Linked DNA regions of Bombyx mori: region 1 is linked to region 2. The links are chromatin contacts, called in public Hi-C maps. All regions are on one chromosome and are shown on one strand. Each heading gives the region's core, a stretch centred on a gene start, on an enhancer-like site or on the middle of the called end of the contact. The rest is flanking DNA. Distances are from core to core; before and after follow the strand shown.

Region 1 (5,435 bases), core at 1,621-4,120, 45 kb before region 2:
CAACGGCTGCCACGCCCTTCAATCACGTTACTGCTTCACGGCAGAAATAGGCAGGTTGGTGGTACCCGTGCCGACTCACAATAGATATACACTCTATACATAGACATCACTATGTATGCTGTTATATATTATTCTTTATTATTCACTAAAAATGTTATTTACTTAAGAAGGCAATTACTTTTCAATGTTGATTTTTTCCATAAGATAGCAATTAATATTATCAAGTGAACATTACTTTCATCAATATTATATTAAGACTGAGAATAATTAAATGGTTTTCATTAAAATTACAGTTGAGTAAACATTTTCCTATCATCTAGTAGATTACAGGAGTCCAGGGGCATTATCTGTCCGAGCAACCTAGCTAAGGCATAGTTACAAGTCTAAACTAAATCTGATACTGATACACTTGTTTATTAAACCATATATTAGCTATTGCTTTTCAAAGTACATTATATTCCATACTATGATACTCTAGTAAAAGTAAATATCAAGCACTTAAACATATGAAAATATAGCTCACCTGATTGTGTGGTATAATTTTTATGGCGTTTATATTGCTCCCCTGCTTCGTATTATTTTCAATAGAAATATTATAGGTTTGTTTAACTGAACCATCTTCTATGTTCCACTCATAGACTCTACTGTCCTTAGTACAGCTGTACAAACCGTATTTTCTACTCCAATCCAGGGCGGTCACTTTAGCGCTAAAATGTTTGGCGGGCACCCAAACATTTATTATTTTCGCTTGACTTATTGAGTATATTAACAGTTTACCATTTGTAGTGCCTAATACTATGCATTGGGACTCATTTTCGTTTGTACTCGCATTTGAATTGCTTCGGTTCCCTTTTAAGTTCGACTGCGAAAACAATGTTAGCTTTGAGGTTATGTGTGTATTTACTTACACGTAAATAAATGGGAAATGTTTAAAAATTTTAAAGTTCTAACTTTATTATGTACATTACAGGTTAGTATTGTAGTTTACTATCAAGATTTATGTCTATTTCATTATGTTATTTTGGTATAACCACGTGTTTTTCACTTACAACTGATTGACTGACGGTTGTCCACTGTAGGCAAGTAGGAGGTGATGTTAAGTGAAGATCAGGTGTGTATTCCTGTTTGAGTACGTTGGTCTCCGTATCCCATATCTTAAGTCTGCCATCTTTAGTAATTGTCGAATAGTATTTCCCGTCTTCGGAAAACATAGCTTCTGCCATGTTTCATTGCTTCCGAACTGGTTTCATTGACACTAGAATTGTACTATCTGTGACTGAAACGAGTAGGTAGTTGACAGTTACATAAACATAATTTATGACATTAGTGACCACAGAGTCACAGACTGCTAAGGACATACTGTCTGTAGAGCTAGCGTAAATCGGTGAAGTTATCTTTAATCTATAGCTAATGTTTTTGATGTTAATTCTTAAGTGACGAATAATAGGTCACACTTTTATTAGAGTTAATTATGATTAGACGGAGAATACGGTTCTCGTTTTTATTAGTTTTAGAGCTTCAAACTAGATAGCAACAAAGTAAGCTTTCTTTTATGCCAACTTTTTTAAACCATCCCCTTTCGCCGTCACCTTAGTTTCTGAACATTTTTTTCTTAGTAGTTCTTAGCTTTGAAAAATAAGATCACTTAAGCAAAGCAAAAGAAGTTGTTATTTTCTACCAAGTGGGTATTCTGCTAGGTAGACCAACGGCCAGAAAGTTGTTATAGTTTCTTAAAATTGGTGTTGGCGAGAGTTTTGAGAAATCCATGTGGATTCTCCCCTGAAACCGAGGGTGTTGGTAGTGACTATGGTGTTATGGAGCTGAGAGTAGATTGCAAGTGCTAATATCAAGTCCGGAGTGAGTGGACACTGAGATGGAATATAGTATCAGTACTGTAATTCCACGTAGGCAAGGAAGCTCATTGTGAGTAGGATGGTTCTGAAAAGGCTTTAATGTTAGCCTGCTGCGAGATTAATGTGATTATGTATTTACTTGGTTGCATGAAGGAGCAGAGATGCGGGAGATGAGACAGTCGTTCTAATCCTCCTCCTTAGATCTAGAATTTTGGGGGAGACGTGGTGTTGACGGCATATTATAATAATAGTCGCCAGTCGTGCCGCCTCAGCCTCTTCTCTTGTGTCTTCCTGTTCCATGTCCTTTAATTTCATTCGAGTTTATTATAATTTTAGATAAATCATTCCCCTTCACGTAACTTCGATTGAATTAACCTCATTTAACAAATTATGTTTTAATAAAATACAACTTGGCGAATAGATAAAAATACAGGCCATTAAATAAATGCGCTTATGTATTAATATGTTCTTTTTTCGGTGCGTACGAGATAAAAATTAAAGGAGATTTTTTTAGAGATTTTGCCGCCGAGTAACGGGTAACAAGTTTATGGCTATTTTCACGTTTCTCTCATATCTTTTTGATTTTTGAAATGAAATGAGTTTTAGTTGATTAATTGGAGCCTTAAATCAATTAGGATATAAATCAATGAAATGAGCTGAGATGGGATGAAACAAAGTTACAGTAAAATCGTGGTTATTTGCAGAGATTTGTCTAAATATATATACATTTATATAATTGTATTTTATAATTAATTCAGCTCAAAAAGTGTTAATCTGATTTTTAAAAGTTAGTAACACATTTTCTGAACGAAAGTGTTCCCAAGAATAAAATATGTTTAAATTTCTAAAATCAAAACACATCTTAGAATAGGCTTCCTAAAAACCTTAATTTTAAAAATAATTTGTTTCGTTTACAATATTCTTTACTTACTAGAATAAAATCTAGAACAAGGAAAAATAATACAAACGTTAGGATTGTGGTTAGTGTTGCTTCCATGACCTTAATTAGTAAACACCTGTCACGTTGAGTGACATTTATTGGAATTCGGATTGTGAATCGGGCTGACTCGCTCGCGTTTGTACTCCGCGAATGTAGGTGGAGCTCGTTACGATTTTATTTCATTTATTTAACGCTCTCGTTCCACTTTTCCAAGCGACAGTTTCTTTTTTAAATATTTACGTTAATATTTTCTTAATTAGTGTTTTCCTAGTGCTATATTGTGATTGTGAAACAAAGCGTTGCGTGATAGTTCAGTGTTATGATGTCATGATTATTCTATTCGAATCCTTGGTGAAACATGAGTGTCAGTGTCGAGGCGGACGTTCCGAGCCCTGTGTCCGATGGGCAGAGTACGACCTTGGATCCGACGTTGTCGAAATCATCGTCGGAAAGCCAAAGTTTGAAAGATGAGATTGAGGTAGGTCAGGATGAGAAATCCGAATCTAGCACGCCCAAAATTCACCCGATGGCCTTCACGATCGACTTTGGAGAGAGCAAACCTGTCGACAATCGCAGACTTGAGCAGTTGGCTAAGAAGTCTCAGGCGCGTCATCAGAGAGTTCAGTCTATGTCCGCAAGTCTAACTAGGCAGAGCCCCACAGCCCAGCGTCCACCTATGAGCGCTAAACTCCCTCGAAAGACCCAGGGTTACAACTCGGAAGGTTACTTCTCATCAGACCAGGAGGATAGTGGTCTATCAGGTTCTATCAAAATTCGTAACTCCTTAGCTCAAAACCCAGCACATACTAATAGTCCTATAACAAACAGGCACATAAAATCTCCTGTCAATGATGCACACACAAAACATGCCTCAAAAAGTCCTATAGTTGACAGTATAATGTCAAGAAGTGATAATTATTCATACTTGTCTCGGCAAGCTCTTAATCTTCCTCTAAAGAGCAACACATATTCAAAGGAAATGCATCGTACACCAAGTTACAATAACCTTTATCAAACAAGACCAGTGACACATATAGTAGATGAAAGTCCTGAAGCAGTCCTTCTCACAGACATATCTAGCCCGGAACTTGACATATTGACCCCTGACAATGGGGTGCCCACTCCTGAGCACTATAAAAGTCCATCAACAAGAAAAGGCCGTGCCACATCAGAGACACCTGACCTATTCAAGAAGTGCATGATAAAAGAAACATTGTATATTGATGATGAAGTTGATAGGGAATCTAATAACTCCTCGACCGGTACATACACCATTGAAGGAGATAATTATACGGAAGAGCAGAAGGCCAGAATGAGCATTGACAGAAATTTTGATACAAAATTGATCAAGGATGAAGAAATATTTAAACAACGTAGTAGAGACCCTGAATTGATTTTAGACTTCACACAGAGAGTGATCACAAAAGAGCCAAGAAGAGATACATATCTCAGGAGTCCAGTGGAAGCAAATAAAGGTTTTAATGTCCCCAAAGTATCTAAAGACAAAAATGTTCTAGAGATCTCTTGCTGTTATGAATCGCCCACTGAGAATGATCTTGCAACACAAACATCTAAGCAAATTAAATCGACTAGAAGCTACTTAGAGAAAATAAAGAATAGAGTGAGAACTATAACTGAGAAAACTTTTGCAAAATCACCACCGATCCACGGCGAAGAACCAGATTTCGGGAGTTTCACTTCTGTGACAACTTCAGGGGTGTTAAGTTCGAAAAACCCTTCGAAATTGGTCACGTCATCAGGGAGGCGATGTAGCTTAACTAAATCAGAAATAGACCAAACTGACTATATACACAGATTGTCAAGGGAGTCATCAGTACCTGTTTCTTTACCGAGCTCTAAACTGAAGTTAGAAAATGCAGAATTTGAAAGCTCAGCATTGAGAAATGCTCAGAAGGCCATGAGGGATGATAGCGGAGTGTCTTCTGATATAACACCAGATCAGGCTGTCGGTCAACTGTCTTATATATCAATGAACCGGTGCAAGGGTGACAAGACCTGGATTCACGACTGGGCAGAGAGTGTCAAGAAGTATAACAATAACATGGCCACTGGATCTTATGCTAACACTGATTGTGATCGTCCTCCTCTCAGCCCTCGACATATCAGTAAACGTGAGTATAAAATTTTTACAATTTTCATTGTTATAGACAAGTTAAAGTGCTCGCAATCACTTCATTTCTAGCAGGCTGGAATGTCATAGACATCTTGATGTAAATTCACCACTTAAGTTAAGATACAAGTTTGAAGTATGATTTGTATTACAAGTCCCATCTTTTAAACCTCTTGTACTGTTAAAAGTGTGACCTTGGAATTCATGTCAGGGGCCGTGAGCTTGTCCATCCAGTTAAGCAAAAAAATAAGAAAAAAATACCCATAATGCTTAACTGTTTTCTGTGCATCTGAGTTTTTTTAATTGAACTTTTACTATCGTGAAAATGGTTACGGAGAGTATTATATCTAACAAATAAACTTTCACAAACTTCAAGGCGTTAACATGGAAATTTGCTCAAGTATGGATGGATGACTTTGATTATGATTCCATAAAACTGACCTAACAACCTGATCAGAATAATAACATGATAAGTTTAATTTTTTATTTGGTACTAGATATTACTATTTAT
Region 2 (5,404 bases), core at 1,952-4,451:
CTTCAGACCAAGACGGCTTCTCACGGCGTTTTCATTTAGAAAGAGATTAGTCATCATTACATTCATTGTATTAGGAATGTTTCATTTTTGGGTCAATCGTGCGAAGTTAAACTTATAAGTACGTAATAAAGATTGTAATGCAGATAAGCTTGCATTGGATTAATGCAGTTCTGAAACTTGGTAGTAAACAAATTATTTAAATCATCCAGGGTTTGGGTTTAATTTTAAATTGAAAATGAAACTGTGTGAATAGTCACGAATTTTTGTTTACTAAAACAAACTCTACTTCAATGTTTTATGAGATTCTCAAAAGGGAAACTTAGTAAGCTTCAATTATTGGATCTTTAGGTCAAAAGAAACCAAGCCAGCACAGGTCTTCATCGGCGTTAGCCACAAAGGAGGTGGAATTCTCCAACTGGAAGAAGCGTTCTTCCTATGACCCGATGAAGGCGGCCCAGGAAGGCAGGAGACGGCAACAGATGTCGAAACGGCAGGAAAATAAGGACGACCTCAGTTCCCCTAGGTGAGACGCTCTTTCACTGTTTAACATTGAATCATAAATGTTTGAAATATCCTGTCTAGTCTTTTCCACAAATCTGTCGATTGGATGAAGTCAAAACTAGTCTTGTAATGTTTATGGATGATTTTGTTTTTCTTAACTACCCTCTAAGATTGCTCTGTGATTCAATAACTCGCATTAGAGTCTTCGTTGGGATAGAACATCACCAAAAGCAGACGGAGGCAATTACGATTTCGCGTATATTGATGTTTCTCTATAGATATAGATATTCTCTATAGATGTTGCCCTATAGCCGGAAGCCTCCTAGGTAGCGCATTAACAATAATTGTGTCCACTTCTGGAACGATGGGCCAAGGGATAGTTTAATAGATCGTTGGAGTGGTCTCTCACCGAATCTTCTCAGTGGGTCGCGTTTCCGATTCGGTAGTAGATTCTGCGAAGTGCTGCTCTCGCTAGGGCTAGTGTTAGCAACATTGTCAGGTTTGAGCCCCGTGAGCTCACCTACTCGCTCGGTTACGCTGGCATAGCCTCTCAAGGCTACCTACCAGCTTGGGTAGGTAAAAAAACCTGCTATTATTCCAGTCACTCGTCTCCGGTGCATCGATCGCAGTCGTTCCACACGACCAATATAGCGGATCTGACCCTGGACTACACCTCCGAGGAGTCCGAAGACGACCTCCACGCGTTACCGGTCGACCCTATGATCACGTCCACGCACTCCGACATCGTCGAGCTGAGGTCCAGGGACTGCCACAGTCTGAGGAGACAGGCCCTGAACAGTGACGTGAAGCTGGGCAGGAGTTATGTGGCTAATTTTCAGGTACGGCCAATTGTTGTTTAAAATCGAAGTCCTTTTTTTATTGCTTGGATGGGTGCACGAGCTCACAGCCCACCTGATGTTAAATGGTTACTGGAGCCCATAGACATCTACAACGTAAATGCGCCACCCACCTTTCAGATATAAGTTCTAAGGTCTCAAGTATAGTTACAACGGCTGTCCCACCCTTCAAACCGAAACGCATTACTGCGTCACGGCAGAAATAGGCGGGGTGGTGGTACCTACCCGCGCGGACTCTCAAGAGGTCCTACCACCAGTAAAAAGTAACGAAGTGCCCTTGTTGGCACTCCGTTAGGGTTGGCACTAAATGAAAAAATCACTTTTGTTTGGTCCACAATTTTAACACCAGTTCTGCACGCCATATTAGGGGTGGTTCCAATGCTATTTATGGTCATCACATCGCGTATTCTGCTGCCTCAAAAGAAAGCTTTGAAGTGTCGATTGCTTTGATACAAGTTATCTTCGACTATTCAAAGTAGAAGGCAAGTTTTGTGGTAATGCACGGTCATTCGACCCCAAATTAGTATTCCTTGTGTTATAGGTACCAGAGATAGACATACATACTTATATACATTTAAATATATACACATATAAATAACTAGCTGTACCCGACCGCTTCGCTGGGCATTTAAAATTAACATTATTATTTCTCACCCCCACAAAGATTCTCATCATTAACGCCCCCGCAACTGGTGTAGGGAGTCCAACCCTCATATAAATGTTAACCTATCCATTAAGTACATATTGTATTTTCTACATGGATACCAAGTTTCAAGTCAATCAGATGCACGGTTCAGTAGTTATAATGGAACATCCGTAAAAACCACTGTAGATTTATATATTAGTATAGAAGTATAGATAATCACCCAGACAAAGGGAAAACAAATCTGTTCATCACACGAATGCTTGTCTGATGTAGGAATTGAATCTACGATCGCTAGTCGCAAGTCATTTGTCACCAATCCACCTAATTTTTTTTTATTGCCCTTGTAAGCAGACGAGCATACGGCCCACATGATGGTGAGTGATTACCGTCGCCCATGGACTTCAGCAGAGCCAAGCCGCTGCCTACCGAAGCCATATCTCATTACCTCACCCTGAATATGAATTAATTACAGGTGAACCAACAGGCGGACAAGAAAAGGCGGGAACAGGACAAAAGAAAGACGTTCATATTGGATGACGTCACGCCCACCAAAGAGAATATAGACTTCATTACAAAGACAAGAGACGATGTCGCCATAGACAAGAGGAGAACTTTTGTTCTAGACAGCGACACAAACTCCACCACAAACGGCAGCAGTCCAAGGAACTCTTCTATATTTAGTCATGAAAAAGTAAGACATTTAATTTAATTTTTACGTTCCTATTTTTATTTATAACGCATTTCCGTAAATTAATATATTATGCTTTTTCCCGAAAGTCCCGATAAAAAAATATGACTTAGATTATTTCGGCACGACCTCTTTTAACTCTTTACTTATATCTGTTATTTAAAATAGGTAATGATTGCAGTAATTTCAAACGATTATGATCTGATTTGCGCATGCGCATCTATCAGTTGTCAAAGCATCCGTCGCCATGACACCAATTAGACAGTTACGATGAGAAATTACATAATTATTTTTTTACTTAAGCTGGTAACCTGGGTCCTAGGGGGTAATGCCAGCGTAACCGGACGTTTAGGTGAGCTCACGGGGCTCAAACCTGAGCGATCACTGAATGAGTATAGTCAGAACACGCTCTGATATACAAAAACAAACTGCCAATAATACTGGCCGGTACGAACGTCAGGTGATGTGAGGTCACACGAAATGAAGCTGCGTTTAGTCGCGTGCGAGTACTCGCCCACTCGCTAAACTATAATTCGAATCTAGTTTAACGACATCCCCGAACACTGGACGTAAGGAATATCTTCCACTGAGCTGGTGATATTGCTCGGTAGACCGACTGTTCCAACGTTGTTGTTCGGAACTTGTATATATGAGTTGTCTATTATCAAAGGTGGCAATCTGTGCATTTGGATAAAAAAATCTTATTGATATGTCAATACAGATTGATTTGAATATAATCGTCTCCTTCAAAGAATACGGTTCAAAACCTGCATTAAATAAAGGTTAATACTTAACCTGTTATTTATCTAAGATGTCGTTCAGAAGAGTTTTGTGACTGCCAATGGAATACAAAGTCAATAATTCGTTTTTCTGATTTACCAATAATTGTCCAAAAGTCACATTGCCGGCTTTGATAATAATCGACTCATATGCAAGCTTATCTTGATAATGTCGTAGGCGGTAACCACAAAAATTAATCGGAGCAAAGCGTAAGTGGGCGTCGATGCGGGTAGGCTCTGACTGAAGTCAGCGCGCTGCTGTGCGCGGACGATGACCTACCGGCCTGATGTTACAGCAAACCGGTTTTCTGTGCGTGTGTCCAATGTAGCCGACTGGTGCGCATCGACACGGCTAAAATTTGTATCGGAATAAAAATGTAGATGTGTGGTGTATGTAAATGTGTCTAAGTGTAAAATAATATGTGGGAGTATAGACCACATTGGTGTTGCTAGATTATAGGACTGTTTCTTTGCAGCACTCCTTGACGACTGGTACTAGCGACACGGAGGGCGAGAGTGGAACAGAGAGTGCTCCTGTGGTGTTGAGGCACGCGGGCGCAAAGAGAGGCACCGTCCCTCCCAAACAGAGGTAAATTTAACTCATTCTATAGCTAAACTAGTTCATGATCTATATTCCGTTTATGTTACATTGATTGCTAGTTGTTTTTGTGAATCATTAAGTGTTTAATTACTGGTGGTAGGATCTCTTCTGAGTCCGCACGGGTAGGTACCACCGCCCTGCCTATTTCTGCCCTGAAGCAGTAATGCGTTTCGGTTCGAAGGGTGGGGCAGCCGTTGTGACTATACTAAGACCTTAGAACTCATATCTCAAGGTGTGTGGCGGCATTTACGTTGTAGGTGTCTATGGTAACCACTTAACACTAGGTGGGCTGTGAGCTCGTTCAACCATCTAAAAAAATGCGGATTTTTTATTTAAATTACCCAAACTCAAGGCTGGGAATAAAAAATATTGCCATAATTAAAAAGAAAAAAAAAACTCCCCAAACAGGTACAGCGGTGATTTCTCGATGACCTCGTCCACCACGTCGATATCGCAGAAGAAGCCCAAAGACATCCAGCCCCGTTACATGGATATCTCGAAGTACAAAAATGACACCTCCCCGAAGAACTTCCTGAGGAGGGACCCCAGCAAGACCTACGTTGGTGTTCTGGGCGAAACCAAAATCAGCCGAGGAAGCGCGCAGCATTATGAAATGGGTGAGCAGGGTAGTACTGAGATTAGTAGTAGTAGTAGTAGACAGTAGTAGATACTAGGTAATCAGTCTATTGGTGGCATTGCCAGGTCTGTACTACTAGTGCCATCTACATATATCAGGAAGAAAACAAACTTTCTAGTTCGTTTTTGAGGGTAGTCGTTCAATAACTGATTCGAGTATCTTACATTTACCTCTCTAGGTGGAATTAAGAGATGCGTTTTAACTGTTTATTTTTCTCCTTGAAGAGATTATAATAATAATAATAAACCTTTTATTTCCTACTAAATACTTTAACATTTATTAACAAGTATGAGAACTTAACTAATTTAATACACTTTGGTAGTTTTATATGGAAACCTAGTATTGGGTAAAGGCCTCCTCCAAAGATGCCCAATTGTCTTCTCTCCTATGCGATATTTTTCCAGTTTGGACCGGCTGTCCTTATAATCTCATCTTCCCAACGAGTCAACGGTCTACCTCTATTCCTTTTACCTAGTGGGCCTTTCCAAAATGTCGTTTTTGTGAAGAGATTAGCACCTACAAAACAAAGATTCATTGCTTGTCACTTTAAATAATATTATGTAAGAAAAAAGATTTTTTTTTAAATCTGAAATCTAGCAAAGCAATGTGGAGCGTATAGCCTCGAAATATATTTTTTTCAACAAAAGTAAATTGCAAAGGCTATATTACGTTTTGAGCATTAAACTGATGTTATT

Evidence for each region. A called contact is a pair of places that touch in the nucleus more often than the background predicts.
Region 1: a contact with region 2 is called in a Hi-C map of midgut, with 2.3 times the contacts expected there. The contact joins the promoter of LOC101742002 here to the enhancer-like site in region 2. A contact is called at or near these places in 5 of 7 Hi-C or Micro-C datasets (middle silk gland, midgut, posterior silk gland and 1 more).

The regions. Positions count from the first base shown.
Region 1 is chr24:7,795,452-7,800,886 of ASM3026992v2, reverse strand. LOC101742002 reads left to right here and starts at 2,870. Exons shown (of 10, transcript XM_012697484.4): 1 at 2,870-4,925. The coding sequence starts at 3,152. It overlaps LOC101742143 (WD repeat-containing protein 43), which reads right to left. Exons shown (of 12, transcript XM_038019963.2): 2 at 1,050-1,276; 3 at 524-862. The coding sequence starts at 1,223.
Region 2 is chr24:7,750,623-7,756,026 of ASM3026992v2, reverse strand. The region is part of intron 1 of LOC101742143 (WD repeat-containing protein 43); the gene reads right to left. It overlaps LOC101742002, which reads left to right. Exons shown (of 10, transcript XM_012697484.4): 4 at 349-523; 5 at 1,103-1,340; 6 at 2,477-2,695; 7 at 3,948-4,060; 8 at 4,481-4,689. Among protein-coding and RNA genes, the nearest start is that of LOC101742143, 13 kb to the right of the region's middle. Within about 2 kb of position 3,201, at least 3 of the 8 cell types and tissues checked have open chromatin away from gene starts, as enhancers often do.